3 separate regions of the Macaca mulatta genome follow, and all the other regions are linked to region 3. A link is a contact called in public Hi-C data. All regions are on one chromosome and are shown on one strand. Each heading gives the region's core, a stretch centred on a gene start, on an enhancer-like site or on the middle of the called end of the contact. The rest is flanking DNA. Distances are from core to core; before and after follow the strand shown.

Region 1 (3,956 bases), core at 355-2,854, 190 kb after region 3:
TGGGCAACTCTAAGTCTTTCATCTGACATTGCTTCCCTGAGGAAAAGGGCTGGACAAGGCTCATACCTCATCACGGGGGAATTGGACATCTGGGATGTCTGTCACATCAAAAATTGCATCCTAAGTGGGCAGACGGCCCACATACAACTGACAATCATAGTTCACAGGCTTGGGTGACTAAGGAAGGAGGGTAGCCTCTCTACCAGGTCAGCTCTCCACTGTGGTAATAATGATCAGGATTCCATAAGAACTGGCTGCTGGTGTCAGGATGCTTTGATTATTAACACTGAGAGGAAGAATTCCTCCTGGCTCTTGGGCTGGACATGTGGCTCATTATAATCCTGCGGGCAGGACAGTGCCCCCTCAGTCTTGGCAACTCAGGAACTGAACTGTTCTCACTGTGGCCTTTGGGGCCTCAACATCTGCCCCCCCTTTCCTTTTCCTCCACCATGGCCTCCATGACAGCCTATGCCAAAACACACATTGGCCAGCCTTGGCAAGATGACAGGCGGGTATGGTAATAGCAGTCTCAGGAAGGCTCTTCTGTTGCTGTGTAGAAAATGAACCAAGTAGCGTAGAATCGTGACCAGCTTTCCACACCTGGCTGGAGTACTGCTGGGGCCTTCAGTAGGGACAGTCACTGTCTGTATCAGAGAAGAAAAGAGCAACAACTGTCAAAAAAGGACGTACTCAAAGGCAAGTTCCTGATAGTTGGACCTAAGTTAACGGCCTTCCTATAAAAATGGATCCTTCTCAAATCAAGTATTCATTGTGCATCCACTTTAGGCAAGGAGGGGGTATGATTCTTCAACTGCTTGCTGGAGGTTAGACTCTCTGCATAGGAATTTAAATTGGACCGGTCCTTCGCTGATCCTTTCACCGTGCTCGTCCGTAGACAGCTCCCCATCCCCCAGGTTCCCCACGGATGGGGTGTCATTAGGGACTCGCCATAAAGGACTCCGTCCCAGACAGGCTCCCAGGACAAAACTATGGGCCATGTTGAGGGGCACAGAGCCACACGCTCACCGGCTGTGATGTGCAGAACAGAGATTTCAATTCAAGACACCCAGTCAGACAGGGGTTGTGTGCGGACTTTGGACAGAACTTTGGCATTGCCTGGAGGCATAAGAGGAGGAAAGCAATTTAACACCTCAGGGCAGCGAGTCCAGGGCAGAGCCAGGACCAGAACTCAAGACTCCTGTCTCCCAGTCGGGATTCTCTTTCAGTCTTACAACTCTAGGCCTTGTCTCGCCCTGCAGTGATCGTTTCAACCGGATCACATACTCCCTCCCTCCTCAGGCCGGCTGCTAGCTCCACAAAGGCACCAACCAGCTTATCAAAGGGGTTAGGGAGCTTTTCAAAGGGGTTAACCCCTTGGCAGGTGTTAACGCGTTCTCACCCTTAACACAGCTTTCCAAACTTGGGGGTCCCGCCGCCTCGGCTAGGCCTCATCTGCTCTTGCGCACAGGCCTCTTCCGTGCCGTCTCCCCCGGCCCCGAGAACTACATTTCCCAGTAGGCAATGGAAACTACGCAGGGCAAAAGAGTACGGAGAGCCGGGAGGGTCAATCGTCACCGGATTGTTGGCTTCTCGCTGGCCGGTTGGCTGGCTGGCTGGTAGGTAAATCAGTGCTCAGAGCTGCCTCCGCCTCCTGACTGGAGAGCAACTACCCCGGGCGGAGCCACAGTCCTAGAGGCTGAGCGCAGTCGGAGCTGTCCCATTTACCCGACCCGACGCCGGCGAGATGTGGCTTCCGCTGGTGCTGTTCCTGACCGTGCTGCTGCTGGCCGTCGTCTGCAAAGTTTACTTGGGACTGTTCTCTGGCAAATCCCCAAATCCTTTCTCTGAAGATGTCAAACGGCCACCAGCGCCCCTGGTAACTGACAAGGAGGCCAGGAAGAAGGTTCTCAAACAAGGTAGTAGGAGGGACCCTGGGATCCGGGGCTGCACTTCAGGCATTCTCACAGGTTTGGGTTCTCATTTTGCCAAGGCAGCCGCTACCAGACCCGGGCCTCAGTTTCCCCATATATAAAGTACTGGGAGGGCTTCCTTGCACGGGGAGGAGCCCTGCTTTAGTGTCCGACACTGTCTATAGCCTTTGCCCTAGCAGGCCCCGATAGCCTTCGCCCTAACAGGCCCCATAGCCTTCGCCCTAGCAGGCCCCGGGAATAGTAGTCCCAAGGGCGCGGTGATTGTCCTTGGTTTGCAAGGTCTTGGCACCCGCCCTGCCACTTGTTATCCCGGCAGCTCACGGAACTGATAAGAGACATTCCTCTACTTGGTTCCAGGACCTTAACTTTTTCACCTACCCTCCCATGAGAGCTCAGGGGTGTGGGGGACAACACAGGAATGTGTCCCAACTTGCATAGGAAATTGCATTTTGCCCGTCCGGTGATTTAACAGGCTTTGCATGGTCTCGAGTCATAAGGATTGAACCCTAGTTCTGAAACTTTGGCAGAGATTCAACAGGGTGCCTCAGGCTCAGAGCCTGCTCTCCACTCTCATCTTTAAAACATATTTTGTGGTTGCTTCTAGGGTTTAAAGAGTTCTGCTGCTTTAAAAAATAATGGATCACCTGTTTGATCTACAGAGTCCCTCTCACTTGTAAATTTTAGAATTCTGTGTCATATCTTGCTGCACAATCAGAGACAATACTGTTCTAAGTGGAAGGACTAATCATCTGGACTTCCGAGAACTGAGTTTTAGCTTGAACTGTCACTAATTTGCTGCATAACCATTAGCACCTACCTGGGCTGGTGTAAAAATGAGATGACTAGCTTAACTGTTTTTCAAACCGTGTTGTGATCTATTAGGGGGCTATGAAATCAATTTAGTGAGTTGCAACTGGCATTATTTATTGATTTATTGAAACAGAGTCTCTCTGTTGCCCATGCTAGGGTGCCGTGGTGCGATCTCTGCTCACTGCAACTTCCGCTTCCTGGGTTCAAGTGATTATCATGCCTCAGCCTCCCGAGAGGTGTGCGTGCCCAGCTAATTTTTGTATTTTTAGTAGAGACAAGGTTTCAACATGTTGTCTAGGCTCTTGAACTCCTGGCCTCAAGCGATCCGCCCACCTTGGCCTCCCAAAGTGTTGGGATTACAGGCGTGAACCATCGTGCTGGGCCACAACTAACATTTTAGAATGCAGTAGAATAGAAAATATCAGAGTGCATTATATGTAGTTCCACTAAGTATTGCATTGTGAAACTTGTTTCATATATTTATCTTATATACTTACATATGAATTTTTTTTTTTTACTATTGATCTGTCTAAGAACATTCAAAAAATAAGCAGTTTGCCAAGTTCTCTTGTATCTTGAAATATCCCAGATCTCAGTTCTTTGCCAGTGATTTAAAGAACAGATCTTGTGTTGGAAGTACCCATATAGCACCACTTGCTATCCAGTTTTGTCTTGTGAGAAGGTGCTGCCTCCCTCAGCAATGCCCGGAGACCTTCCCTATGGGACGGGCTGGTGCTGTGATTTCTGAGAGCTGCAGCCTCTGAGCAGTTCTGTCCTGCCCAAGACTTTCCATCAGGACCTGGAAGAGCCACCATTAGACCTAGCTACTCCATTGTTGCTTGCAGACCCTGCATCTTCCAAAGAAACCCAGCCTGTGGGCTGGGCATGGTGGCTCATGCCTGTAATCCCAGCACTTTGGGAGGCCGAGGTGGGTGGATCACTTGAGGCCAGGAGTTCAAGACCAGCCTGGGCAACATAGCAAGACTTTGTCTCTATAAAAAATAAAATAGGCCGGGCATGGTGGCTCATGCCTGTAATCCCAGCACTTGGGGAGGCCAAGGCGGGTGGCTCATGAGGTCAGAAGATCGAGACCATCCTGGCTAACACGGTGAAACCCCGTCTCTACTAAGAAATATATATTAAAAAAAAAATTAGCTAGGCGTGGTGGCAGGCACCTGCAGTCCCAGCTACTCGGGAGACTGAGGCAGGAGAATG
Region 2 (3,792 bases), core at 379-2,878, 210 kb after region 3:
AGGTGTGAGCCTGCATGCCCTGCCAATACTATTTTCCATAATGGCTGTACTAATCTACATTCCCACCAACAGGATATGAGCATTCCCTTTTCTTCTCATCCTTGTCAACATTATGTATTTTTTTTTTCTTTTGATAACAGCCATTCTAACTGGGCTAAGATGATCTCTCATTGTGGTCTGGATTTGCATTTCCCTGACGATTAGTGATAGCATCTTTTCACGTACCATTTCTATGTTGGCCATTTGTATGTCATCTTTTGAGATACGTCTATTCAGCAGGTCTTTTGCCCATTTTTTTTTTCTTTTTTTGGGATGGTTGCCTAGGCTGGAACGCAGTGATAAGATTTTGGCTCACTCACTGCAATCTCCGCCTCCCAGGCTCAAATAATCCTCCTATCCTCAGCCTTCTGAGTAGCTGGGATTAGATGCACAGGCCACCATGCCCGGCTAATTTTTTGTATTTTTGGTAGACACAGGGTTTCATCATGTTGCCCTGGCTGGTGCCCATTTTTTAATTATATTTTTTTCCTTGAGTTTCTTATATATTCTAGTTATTAATCCCTTGTCGGATGGATAGCTTGCGAATAGTTCTCCCATTATGTAGGTTGTTTCTTCACTGTTTCCTTTGCTGTGCAGAAGCTTTTTAACTTGATGTAATTTCATTTAAGACCTATCATTTCTTAAATCACTGTCTCCTAAGCACCAAGCCTGGCAATCGTTCATAAAGTGATTTCAAACATTTAATGTATAAACATAACAGTAACTGTAAACGGTGGGATACAAAACCATTTACCTGATTATCCCAATATGCGGAGAAAATAAATCTGCATAGAAAAGAGAAATACACTAATTAAGAAGGGAAAGTGTCCTTTTTTTTTTTTTTTTTACAAAACTAAATGGAAACATAATAAACTAATGTAAGCGGTAACCTGTGGAGGAGTAGGAAGACTCTTCTAAGAAAGGTCTATTTACTTTAAAATCTGGTTATCATTTCTGAAACATTATACCGTACTATCTATTCAAAAAACATTAAATGTTTAGAGGGCAGACAATACACTAAAACATTAATAGTGATTATCCCGGAAGGGTGGCAGTCAGGTTTTGTTTTCTGCTTCTGTACTTTTACGACCAGAAAAAGGCTGCACTTTTTGGAAAACATGTTTGGCGACCTCGGAGAACACAGTCTCTGTGGAGGCGGGAAGGAGGAGGGCCGGGATGCGAAGGCAACGCTTTGTAGGTGATCGGATGGATTTGTTCCCACATGGGAGAGACCAGAGCACCGCATGTTTGTATACTACCAAGAGGGAAACACGAAAAAAGCAGAGCATAGAAACGCAAGCACAGGATGGTGGTGGCCAAGAGGCGCCTGCCCCTAGCGACCTCACTTCCGCGGCCAGTGCGAGAGGCCAGGGAGCTCCAGCTCTGCCTGTAACGTCTCGGAAGTACGCAGCGGAGAGGACGAAAAACGGAGGGCCAGTCTGTTGCGGCTGTGGTAGAGACGAGAAACCAGGAAGAAAAGGCTCACCTTCCACTCAGCGACCGTAACCACCGCAGCTGAAGGCGAGCGTAGACATCAGCAGCAGCGGCCCCCGCAAATCTCGCCCTTTGTCTTGGCGGAAGCCGGAGACGGAAAGACGCGCGCAGCAGGGGCGGGACTGGAGAGGGGCCCCGCGCGCGGATCTCGCGAGAGCGTTAGAGGGCGGAAGCGCTATTCGAGCAGGATGAGGTTCGTGGTTGCGTTAGTCCTCCTGAGCGTCGCAGCGGCTGGTAAGACCCTCTATCCAGCATCCCACTCTTGCCCCCAGATCCCCCATTCTCACCTGGGCAGGTAACTTCTAGGCTCGCTTCTTCCCTGCCCGACCCACCTCTCCGCTCGCCATCATCTCCCGCCCCACCCCCCAATCCCTGTTTCCCCGCTGCTCCCAATATCTTCCAGCTCTGAGGAGTTCCTTCTTCCGGCCTGCCCTTCTCTGGTGCTAAGTCGTTTTTCTATTTTAGGAGCCGCGCCGCTCTCGGACACCGCAAGTGTCAAGAAAGAAGAAGCTGGAGTTCGGCCTTCTACAGAAAACGTCTCTACTTACCCCACCTTGAGCCAACGGCCTGGAGGCTCTACCAAGTCGGATCCGGAGCCGCACACTTCAGTAGACAGCCCTAGCAGGTCGGATCCAGAGCCGCAGACTTCAAAAGACAGCCCTCGCAAGTCGGGTGCGGAGGCGCAGACCCCAGAAGACAACCCCAACAAGTCGGGTGCGGAGGCAAAGACCCAAAAAGACAGCTCTAGCAAGTCAGGTTCGGAGGCTCAGATCACAAAAGACAGCTCCAGCAAGTCGGGTGCGGAGGCAAAGACCCAAAAAGACAGCCCTAGCAAGTCGGGTTCGGAGGCGCAGACCACGAAAGACAGCACTAGCAAATCGGGTGCGGAGGCGCCGACCACAAAAGACGTCCCTAATAAGTCGGGTGCCGACGGCTCTAGCAAGTCGGGTGCGGAGGATCAGATCCCAAAAGACGTCCCTAACAAGTCAGGTGCGGAGAAGCAGACTCCCAAAGACGCCGCTAACAAGTCCGGTGCAGAGGAGCAGGGCCCAATAGACGGGTCTAGCAAGTCAGATGCGGAGGAGCAGACCCCAAAAGACGGCCCTGGCAAGGTGGTTCCAGAGCAGCCTTCCAGGAAAGACCATTCCAAGCCCGTCTCCAACCCTTCTGATAACAAGGAGCTCCCCAAGGCTGACACAAACCAGTTAGCTGACAAAGGGAAGCTTTCTCCTCATGCTTTCAAAACCGAATCTGGGGAGGACACTGACCTCATTTCTTCCCCGCAGGAGGAAGGTAAGTCTTCAGAGCCTACTGAGGATGTGGAGCCCAAAGAGGCTGAAGATGATGATACAGGACCCGAGGAGGGCTCACCGCCCAAAGAAGAGAAAGAAAAGATGTCCGGTTCTGCCTCCAATGAAAACCGTGAAGGGACACTTTTGGATTCCAGGGGTAGCGAGAAGGATGACCATTATAGGGAGAGTTCTGGAAATGCCAGCGCGGAGAGCAGCCACTTCTTTGCATATCTGGTGACTGCAGCCATTCTTGTGGCAGTCCTCTATATCGCTCATCACAACAAGCGGAAGGTAGGTCTAGAGCGGCCTTCGGGAGGGGAGTGGGGTTTCCAGCACCCTGGAAGCTTGGGTTTGGGTGGGTATCCTATCACTGGATGCCCGTGAGCACTGGGGACTTTAAAACAAACTTCAGTTTTTTTCCTCGGGCCCCATTAGGCCTTTTTACTCTTGTTTTGTGAATCGTGTTTTCATCCTGTCATCTATTTACTTTGAGTGTCCTCTGCTACTGCATTAGGAGCCAAGTTAGGCCATTATTAGGATCTGACCTGACGTGGAATCTCCTCCCATAACTTTGCACTTGGGCCCTTCACAGCCTCAGAGGACCTGAGTACTTGACAGTTAAAGCACGTACCTTCCATCCTATTTCCATTCTTGAGACGACATATCATTTCTAGTTTCCTTTCCCAACATTCTCTCTTCCATCAGTGGCACAAAGAATAGTTTCAATTACTGCATCTTCAATACCAGCAACAAGGAGCCCAGGGACTTCTGCAATTAATAATAATTAGAAGAAAGCCCAGAAATTGCACAGACACGTACACCTGTGACTTTTTCAGCAGGGTTTGGTCTGTTTATTAGCAACCACTCTAATGACAAAATGATTGCATTTCATATTGAGCCCCCAAAATTTAGAAGCTAGTTTCTGTAACCTGCTTAAAATTGGAGAGTCCATTTCTGGCCATGAGGC
Region 3 (3,803 bases), core at 770-3,269:
TTCCACCAGTTGATAAACCCATTCTGAACCTACCACAAGCTACTTTGGCATCAGGATCCTGTTGAAGGTGGGCATCAAGGACAGCATCACTGATCTGGTCACAAATCTTATCTGGAAAAGAGAAATTCCTGGCTCAATTTCTTTAACTTTAAACAAAGTTATCTATATATGCAAGCTCCCTCCCTGTAAAATCTTTGGAGGTTTTAAAGAAACATGCTTAATACATCTTAATTCATTGTATATACACTTTACCCCTAAAATTGAAAGTTTGCATTATAAATCTAACCAACCACCAGAAAAGTGAACTGTTAGTCTTATCTCCTTTAAAGAACAGAATTTGCCCTATATCATATTCACTTCCAAAACTGTACCAAACCCCTGTGCACCTGGGGTTCTAGTAGAACTGAGGCCACAGGCCAGTTTCCCTAATCTTAAGGAGCACCAATTATAATGAGCAACAAGAGAATTCAATTAAACAATTAAAGAAAAGGCATTTTGTGACTAAAATGGCAATTATCTGATTTTGTTATTAGGAGGCAGGAAACAAGAGCTCAACAGTGTAGAAAATCCTCAAACGTATTTTCTACAATTCTAGAAAATGCTCAAACGTATCCATGTCCAACTTCTCCCTGCTTTATCATCTACTGTTTAGGAGGAAGAAAAAAAAAAATCCCCCAATTCAAGTTCGTTTTTCTCAATTTTCTATAACCACCCAAAACAGAATCCAAACATAATGTGGAAGCCAGACTGCAGGCTTAAGACTTCAGTCTACTACTAACTGGGGTAACAGCTAACCTTCAGCACTCATCTAGATCCTGGGTTTGTCCTCTCAGATCACTAAGTTACTTAACGGGATTTCATCATGGGCACAGTAAACTGACCAGACCCTAAAGCCACCAGATAGCTACTGCGGTCATTCTAAGGGCAGAAACAGCCTAATTTAGTAGCCAAATAAACATCTTTACTAGCCGATGTGCTCAGGCTTAGATTTTCAGTTCCTGGAAATAGCGTTACTCCTCCTTCACGTGCCAATTGATCCCCATAATGGCGGTTAAGCGGACAAAGTCTGAAGTAAAACCCTGCCTAACGGCAGCACCGAAGAATTTAAAAGGGAACCCAAAGCAATGGCAGCTCCTAATTCATACTTCCCATCCTTTTCACAAGGGGTCCAAATAAGGACTGCCTTCTTCCACATGCGCTATATTTAGTCAGAGGCCATCACCTTGAAGGCAAGGCCATATCCGCCGAAGGGCATGTGCGTATTCTCCAGTGTGTGGTCAAGACCTAACCACTGAGGCAGTGGAGCCAGACGACGTCGCGAGGCATGGGCCCCCCACCCCTCAAACCGAGGGCCAGGAGGGCCGGGGAGGCCCACGGCTCCCCCTCGCCCAGATACCACATGCGGCAAACACGTGGTCGCCGCTGCAATGCGGGGCGCGCGCTCCCGCGGGCCGGACGCGAGCACGCGGGGCGGCTCGGGTCGCCCACTCCACGTTTGTCAGACGGCATGACCTGGAGGGGTTAACAGTGCCCTCCCTTCCCGGCTAGAACACGTTAGCGACCACAGCCCCCGCCCTTCTCGTTTTCTGGAACCTTCCGCATGCCGAGGCGCGCGACCGAATGGAAGGGGAGGAGTGGGAAGGGGAAAAGAGGAAAGGGAGGGGGAAGAGGAGCGGCGGCCACGCGCCAGGCCCTGGCGGCGCCAGGAGAAAAGCGCGCGGTCGCCGCTCTTCCCACCACCGGGCGGACGAGGACAACCCGCGCGGGACCCGCCGCCGGCCGGACATCGGCGCTGCCTTCCGCCCCGCCCCACGCTTCGCTTCAGGTCGTCCCCTCACCTGGGTGGCCTTCCCCCACCGACTCTGAGGTGAAGAGGAACGTGCCCTCCTCGATGAACGCCTCATGGAAGCCGTTGAGCTGTCCGTTCATGTTGGTGTCGGTGAGTGGAAGTGGCGTTGCGAAGGAGCAGCGGCGAGGCGGCAGCGGCTGCGAAATGCGCAAGCTGCGGACAGCGTCCTACTCGGAGCAGGCGGGCGGCGCGGAGCGAACGAAGCGGCGGGCGGCGCGGCCCGGTATTTATAGAGCACCGCCCGCGCGCGCCCGGCTCGGGCCCCGCCTCTCGGCGCCGCGCGCCAATGCACCACTTGCGCGGGGGTCGGGGGAGGAAGGGCAGCGCGCCCCGCGGAGCCCGGGCTGAACCACACTGCGCGGCCGCGGGAGGGACCGACGCAACCCGGCCCTCCAGAGACCGTTTAGTTATATTGAGCCGCTAGAGCTAGGGGAAAAATGCAGACGCGAGGAGACGGGGGGTTTTGCTCTTCCTTGTTTGATGTGGGAGAAAAAGCGACTGGGGCTTGCCGGACCCGCTCCCCTGTGCTGTGACATGGCACCTCCCTTCCGACCGTTGGCCGGGATAGCTTTCCCGGAGGTCGCGTCCCCCAGCGGAGGCGGCGGGAATCGCGGAGGTTTTGTGCTTCGGCTGGGGTCTTTCTGGCCGCCCCGCCTCTAGATGCCGGGTGGCAGGGAGCCGGTGGCGGTCGGCCATGTGAAGGTGGCCATCTTGGCTGGCCAGCGAGGGCTCCTCACGGTCTTCCTTCGGCGTCCCCGCCCGGCTTGCTGCCGGCCCCGGGAAATCTGAGGAGCGCCGGCCCACCTTCTAGTCATTTCCTGGTGAATGGCTCTGCTGAAGATGGCCAGAAAGCAGATTAATGAGGGTGCTGCCATCGATTTAAACAATCGCCCTCCTCCTCGCTCCCCTGCGCTCAACTTTCTGAGGGACCCTCGCCCCTCGCCCTTCGTGGACTTAAAGTGGAGGCAGCGCTCCAGCCTTTCTCCCCAGAGAGAAAGGAGGCCGCTCCCAAGGCCGTCCTTGCCCCGTGGCCTAACTGTGCCTTTGAAGGGGGAAAAAAAATCGATGTTTCAATCCTCTGTTCAGGAGAATATGGAACGAACATTTCTTTTTTGGTGGGTGGGGGCTATTAGTTCCCTTGAATGTGCTTAAGTACAACTCTCGACGGCGTGGAATGGGCTGTTTCATTAAGCTTTCACTTTAAAATGTCCACCTGCGTTTGTCCCAGTTTTGCCCAATAAAGGAATTATAGACAGGGAAAAAGAGCGAAACAAAAATTGAGCCAGCAAGGAGTAGGGAGTCCCGTTTGGAGGGAGCCCGCCTTGGGGGCGGGGGTCTCCGCAGCTTGTTCTGGGGCTGGGCCTCAGTGCAAGTCTGGTCAGGGGCTGGTGGCCCGGTGGCCAGGTGGCCCTGGGCGCAGCGCGTGACAAGAACGCCGGGTTTAATGAGGTTCTCAGAGAACGGCCTGCGCCTAGCATGGGATGCACTTTACGCTGGGGAGGTGAAGGAGACCCCTAGTAACAGTCTCCAGCTGCCTACTGCTGGAGGCAGTAGAACGAGGTGCATTCCCTAGAACAATCCTCTCCGCCGGTGAGGGAGGAAAGGTGGGATTTGCTAAAGGCTCAGCGGGAAACAAAGGAAGCACTTGAGCTGTGCTGGGAACACCGACAAAGAAGGTAAAGAAAGGGCTTATCACCATCCTCAGTGACCACATCCACGGTCGCTCAAAGCAGCCAGCAAGAAAAGGTTCGACCACAAAAGAGACAATAGATCATGATATTTTTATTCGTTGCTTTTTACTTTTCAAGCTAACCCTTCATGGGAAAGCAACTGTGTAAGACCATTAAATTTTTTTGTTTGTTATCTTTTTTTAAGCAGAATGCCAGTTAACTTACAATGAGCAATAAAATTGTCAACTGGAACAAAATGCGTGTGTAGGCTGGTCAGTGCATTA

The links. Hi-C and Micro-C count contacts between places; a contact is called where the count stands out from the background.
Region 1: a contact with region 3 is called in a Hi-C map of fetal cortical plate, with 2.2 times the contacts expected there. The contact joins the promoter of RETSAT here to the promoter of MAT2A in region 3. A contact is called at or near these places in 3 of 14 Hi-C or Micro-C datasets (fetal cortical plate and liver).
Region 2: a Hi-C map of liver shows a contact between it and region 3, with 4 times the contacts expected there. The contact joins the promoter of ELMOD3 here to the promoter of MAT2A in region 3. A contact is called at or near these places in 2 of 14 Hi-C or Micro-C datasets (fetal cortex germinal zone and liver).

The regions. Positions count from the first base shown.
Region 1 is chr13:39,047,402-39,051,357 of T2T-MMU8v2.0, forward strand. RETSAT (retinol saturase) reads left to right here and starts at 1,605. Exons shown (of 11, transcript NM_001257563.1): 1 at 1,605-1,916. The coding sequence starts at 1,745. The region is part of intron 2 of ELMOD3 (ELMO domain containing 3); the gene reads right to left.
Region 2 is chr13:39,071,834-39,075,625 of T2T-MMU8v2.0, forward strand. ELMOD3 (ELMO domain containing 3) reads right to left here and starts at 1,629. Exons shown (of 12, transcript XM_077959121.1): 1 at 1,526-1,629; 2 at 794-824. It overlaps TGOLN2 (trans-golgi network protein 2), which reads left to right and starts at 1,695. Exons shown (of 4, transcript XM_002799323.4): 1 at 1,695-1,767; 2 at 1,999-3,116. The coding sequence starts at 1,722.
Region 3 is chr13:38,856,791-38,860,593 of T2T-MMU8v2.0, forward strand. It overlaps MAT2A (methionine adenosyltransferase 2A), which reads right to left and starts at 2,020. Exons shown (of 9, transcript NM_001195289.1): 1 at 1,839-2,020; 2 at 34-111. The coding sequence starts at 1,929.